Linked DNA regions of Pan troglodytes: region 1 is linked to region 2. A link is a contact called in public Hi-C data. All regions are on one chromosome and are shown on one strand. The core of a region is the stretch at or near the end of the contact, and the rest is flanking DNA. Distances in the headings are between cores, read along the strand shown. Region 1 holds the start of HTATIP2 (HIV-1 Tat interactive protein 2). Region 2 overlaps NAV2 (neuron navigator 2).

What was found. Hi-C and Micro-C count contacts between places; a contact is called where the count stands out from the background.
Region 1: a Hi-C map of induced pluripotent stem cells shows a contact between it and region 2, with 2.2 times the contacts expected there. The contact joins the promoter of HTATIP2 here to the enhancer-like site in region 2. A contact is called at or near these places in 3 of 7 Hi-C or Micro-C datasets (induced pluripotent stem cells and stem cell-derived neural progenitor cells) and 1 of 1 other capture datasets (stem cell-derived neural stem cells).

Annotation. Positions count from the first base shown.
Region 1 is chr9:24,397,076-24,399,853 of NHGRI_mPanTro3-v2.0_pri, forward strand. HTATIP2 (HIV-1 Tat interactive protein 2) reads left to right here and starts at 1,444. Exons shown (of 6, transcript XM_001173819.6): 1 at 1,444-1,516; 2 at 2,004-2,199. The coding sequence starts at 2,005.
Region 2 is chr9:23,965,309-23,968,140 of NHGRI_mPanTro3-v2.0_pri, forward strand. It overlaps NAV2 (neuron navigator 2), which reads left to right. Exons shown (of 39, transcript XM_508328.8): 8 at 1-35. Among named protein-coding and RNA genes, the nearest start is that of DBX1, 230 kb to the right of the region's middle. Within about 2 kb of position 1,388, at least 11 of the 24 cell types and tissues checked have an H3K27ac peak or open chromatin away from gene starts, as enhancers often do. A contact at or near this core is called in induced pluripotent stem cells, stem cell-derived neural progenitor cells and stem cell-derived neural stem cells, where this site is marked.

The sequences.
Region 1 (2,778 bases), core at 194-2,693, 430 kb after region 2:
GGGAATGAAGGCACTTTCAGGGATGGCAGACATGCTCTATATCTTGTTTTTGGTGGTGGTTATTTAGGTGTATATACAATCTTCTAAAATCATGGAACAGAAACTTTAGGATCTGTACATTTTATTGTATATTAATTATGCCACAATTTTAAACAAAGGGGAAGAATAGACAGGGTACAATGAATAATTTCTGTGACAGATTTGATAAATGAATTACTAGGACAGTGTTTGCTGACAAGGTTTAACATTGCATTCTTGTAGAAAAGCTTTAGGAACTCAAAGGGAAGAGTCCAGGCACTGTGACAGGCCAGTGGGGAATGAACCACACTGCTCTGTATTAATCAAGCTTTTTTATTGCAAACAACAGAATATATCTGGTAAGCTTATACAGCACAGGAATTTATCAGAAGAATAACAGGAAGTACTGTATTCACAACAGTCTCTGAAAACAGGCAGGAATTTAAGACAAGATCAGATCATCAGATGGCTGGTGGATCATATGATGCCATAATCCTATACCCTTGCCCCAACCAACCCACATATATCTCAGGCCTTCACTGCATCTTTTCATTACTCCTCCAAAACTGAAAACCTATGTGTGAGCCTCTGGTTGGCTGACCCTAGGCAAAGCCTACATATAATAACTCCCATGGAGATGGAAGAGGCAATGTGTTTCATTGGCTTCTAGATGGGAGGTGGGGCCCCCAAATGACCAATGTTCCCAACAAAACCTGAACAATCTGAAATTATTCAGATTTCTGCTTGTCATTCTAACCTCTGTTCAGGACTTCCAAGATCCAGGACAGGCCCAGTGTAGATACCTGTGTCCCAAACCACTGATCTGGGCTAGGAAGACTGAATCATAGGTGTGGAAGGTCACCCGGGTTCAACCATCTAGGTGACGAATTAGGCCAGGACCTGGGCAGGAAGAGCATTTATTCTGGGGAGATATGATGAGAGCTTGAATTACATGGGAGAAATATTTGTAAGGCAGATGGGATAACAGAACTTGATAAGTCTGTAGTGTGGAAAGGCTAGAAAAGAAAGGGATCAAAGGAATCCTGATTTCTGACTTGACAGGGTAGAAGGAGGTGTGTGTGTGTGTGCGTGTGTGTGTGTATGTGTATGTAGGGACAGTGACACCCAAGAGAGGCTAGGAATAGGTTTGTTTTATTCCTGTTTGGGGTGGTTGGGTAGGCAGGGTTAAGTTTTTGACTTGGTGAATTTGAGATGATGGCCAATATACAATTGACATTCCAGCTGGGGGGACCATTGAAGATCAAGTCTGGCAAGTCTACTAGCTGGCGCCTGGGTGAGCTGAGCCCAGCAGGTGAGGGAAAACGCGGGAAGAGGGTCTTGCAGATTCCAGACTTAGGAAGGGTCGCGGCTCCGTGCACGTGCTCTCGGGGTCACCATCCCCGCGCCTGTGACGGTGCCGGGAGTTCGTCCCCAGGTCCCGCCCCTGTGGGCGGGGCGAGGCAGCGTCGCCGCGAGGCCACCCGGAAGACCAAGCCGGGTAGGCGCTGTCTCCGTCGCCTCCAACCCCCCCGGTCCGACCAGGGAAGGTGGGATGCTCTGATGGCCGGGCCTGCGGCGCTGAGCGCGGCGGCGGCGGCTGCTCTGGCGGCCGCCCTGCTCCTGCTGTGTCGTGAGGACCCGGGGCCGGGGGCTGGCCCCAGGTAACCCCTCCGCGTATGGGACCGAGCTGGGCCAGGTCTCCTGGCCGGGCCGGGGATACCGTGGGGGATGCCCAGTGATGCCAGCAGCTTGTGGCACCTGGGCGCACCCTCCAGCTCGGGCCCCTTCCGATGGGTCTGCTGGCTCAGGTGCGGGAGATGGCCGGGGAGCCGCGCCCCGCACGTGACTCAGCACTTTCCCCAGAGCCGGGACTGCGGAGAACAATAGCCTCCTCCCTAACAGATAAACAGCCCTTGTTCCTCGGGATAAGGACGGGCAGTCCCCTGACACCCTAAGACCGGCACCTGTCGATGTTATTTCCCCAGCATGGCCGAAACAGAAGCCCTGTCGAAGCTTCGGGAAGACTTCAGGATGCAGAATAAATCCGTCTTTATTTTGGGCGCCAGCGGAGAAACCGGCAGAGTGCTCTTAAAGGAAATCCTGGAGCAGGGCCTGTTTTCCAAAGTCACGCTCATTGGCCGGAGGAAGCTCACCTTCGACGAGGAAGCTTATAAAAATGTGGTGGGTATTTCAGCTGGGACTCAAATGGACCCCCAGGATTCTGCGAGGTGAACATATTTCATGCCTAAAGGCTGAATACTGCCCTGCCAGTGGTGGGGGTAGTGAGAGGCCATCAAAACTTGGCCAAGATTGGTCTGTGAGAGTCCCTCCCAGAAGTCTGACTCCTGGATTGTAGCCCAGGTGTGCCTCCCTCCCGCTCATTGTGTGGTCTTGGGCAAAGCCCTTCTCTCCATCTGCAACCCTATAAAGCTGGGTCTGGGTTGTAATGGGGGTGGGGGCTGGTGAGACAGAAGAGCACTGTTTTCAGCTGTCTTCTAGAAGCAGCCCTGGTGACCTTGAGAATTTTCTCAGCCACTTTGCTGATTTTGTCAACCTGCGCACTTCACACTAATATTGTCAGGGATTCTGAAACTGCTTTGCAGAGTGAGAAAGGTCTATGGCAGTGAAAGATGGGGTTATTCACTTACAAGAATTTGCCCTGCCTGACTTCCCAGGCTTGTGTCTGTAAATCGGATATTACCTTCACTCTAAGTTAAAGGTTTTTTTTTTTTTTTTTTGAGACGGAGTCTCACTCTGTCC
Region 2 (2,832 bases), core at 138-2,637:
CCCAACACTGCCACGGTTGCACCTTTCCTGTACAGGTAGGAGCTGCCACCCACCTGTGCTGCCTGGGACATTGGGTAAAAGTTCCTTTATAGTGGATTCCGGGTCTGTAAGGGCAGGAGCTAGACTGTGCTCCAGGAATACTTAAGTCAATAGCTAAGAAACCATGTGATAAACTCCTAAGAGAAGCAGACACAATGTGCTCCAGGGAGCAGTTCATACAGCACAGGTTGGGGAAGGAACAGAGAAAGCTGAAGAAGGGAAGTAAAATGTGAGCTGATCCCAGGATGCATAGGAATGTGGGGACCCCAGGCCTTGTAGTAGCAGCTTCCCTGAGCAGAAAGCATGAAGGCCTAAATATGAGGGTGGGGGCGGTTTGGTGTCACCCGACAGTCCCCAGCATTAGTCCTAACACATCCCAACATACTTAAAAAATAAATAATAAACACCTGGCTCAATAACTAAGATTTCTTATAGCAGGGATTGCCTTGAACATCCAGATCCTCACAGTCCCTGCTGAGTGCTGGGGCTTTCTGAAGGGAGAGGGACATTGGGGAGAAGAGTAATGGTAGGGGAGGGGCTGGTTCTAGAAGTACAGAAGAGCTCATGTTCTGAGGACATAAGCCTGGGTGTTTGTGGCAATGGATGGATCCTTCTGTCCTTATCTGTCCCCTAGCCCCTGTCTCTTTGATGGCACATCCTCAGGACCATGGGAGGCTGTGTGGAGCCAGTCCACACAGTGGTGCTGCTGCTCCGTGTGATTCTGGTCAGTGACATTGCTCATTGCTCAGGCTACACCACACCCCTTACTGAATGAGGCACATGGGCTTCAGGGGCCATGTCATACACATGGATGAGTCCACTCCAGGCAGATGGAAGCTCCCCAGCCCCTGCCCTTAAAGTTCTTATAATTCCCAGAGCTTTCACTGACAGTGCCTGATTCGATCCTGTGCTGGAGATGAGCAGTGCATTTGGCCACACTGCACAATTGGATAACTAATACTTGTACACACAAAAGAGGATTAATGATCAAGTGTCACATTCTAGACACGTATTTTACAGTTGTACCTCAAGTGCATATATATGCACAGCTGTACACTCACACTCATACAGCCATACATGTGGACACACATTAAAAGTCACGTATAAGCATGGACACAAGTATACATTCATACATAAAATGCAAAGGCATATGTGCATACACGTATTTACATACCTGTTCAGGTGCATAGGTGCATGCCCAGACTTTCAGCTTGCTATGTTTGTATGATTCCCCAAAGAATTCGATATTCCCTCTTTCCTCCTGAACTGTGTTCTAGAGGTCTCTGTTACAGTTCCTGCCAATAGCTGGTGGAGGGACTGGCTTAAGTGCTTTCAAAGGAAAGCCAGCCAGCACCAGGCCAGCAAAGGAATGTCAGGCATTGCACTCCTTCCTTTTGTTCTGCTTGCATTCTCCTTCAGTGAGGGTCATACCAATCTTTTTAATTGGGAGGTCTCATTTTATTGAATCAAGTCATCAGCTCAGCTCACAATCCTGAGAAGAGCACCAGGGCTTAGATAATGACTCAGCTGGTCTACATACACGGCTTTTGTTTTGTTTTGTTTTGTTTTGTTTCTGGTTTTTTTTTTTTTTTTGAGATGGAGTGTCGCTCTATCGCCATGGCTGGAGTGCAGTGGCACCATCTCAGCTCACTGCAACCTCTGCCTCCCAGGTACAAGCAATTCTTCTGCCTCAGCCTCTCCTGAGCAGCTGGGACTACAGGTGCATGCCGCCATGCCTGGCTAATTTTTTTTTTTTTTTTAATTTTAATACAGACAGGATTTCACCATGTTGTCCAGGCTGGTCTTGAACTCCTGAGCTCAGGCAGTCCACCCTCCTCGGCCTCCTAAAGTGCTAGGATTACAGGCATGAGCCACTGCGCCCAGCCATGAACTGTTCTCTGAAGTGTGGAGGCAACTAAATAGCTCCATATGAAATTTTTATAATTCCAATAGCATTATTAGTCTTAAGGTAATACATATTCAGGATTCACAGCTTCTCAATTTGCATTTTCAAAATTAAAATATCACAGTCTTTGATCACCATCAATCCCATTCCTTCTTTTTTTGTTGTTTGCTATAATCATTTGAAAGATTATAAAAGATATAACCTTTTTTTATTTCCAGCTTTTCTATCAGAAGAAAAAGTCTTAATGATAAAGAGCAAATGTCTGACAGGAGGAAGAGGAAAACGTCTATGATGTGGATCTGACTAGCCCCATTTTTACGTTAATGCCCACTCTGGGTAACTAACGTCCTTCTGTCCCCTCTGAGTTGCCTTCATCTTTAGGGGAGTCTGGGAAGTGACGCTGGAAATAAGAGCACCAGGATACGAATCAGGACACCTGGGCCCTGTCCTTTATCAGCCCTTGGTGCCCTCTGAGGTCTTAGGCACTGGCTGCAGGAACAGGTATTGATCGAGTGTGGGTAGAGAGTCCGCTAAGGGCTTTCCACATCTTAGCTCACTTCATTCTTCCCACACCTCCATGAGCTAGCAGCTTAGAGGTAATTAAGCAATTTGCCCCAAGTCACAGAACTAGACTAGAGGGGCTCATGTTTAAAACCAGGTGTGGGCTGGGCATGGTGGCTTACACCTGAAATCCCAGCACTTTGGAAGGTCAAGGTGGGCAGATCACTTGAGGTCAGGAGTTCAAGACCAGCCTGGCCAACATGGTGAAACCCTATCTCTACTAAAAATACAAAAATTAGCCTGGCGAGGTGGTGCACGCCTGTAGTCCCAACTACTCCGGAGGCTGAGGCATGAGAATCCCTTGAACCTCGGAAGCGGAGGTTGCA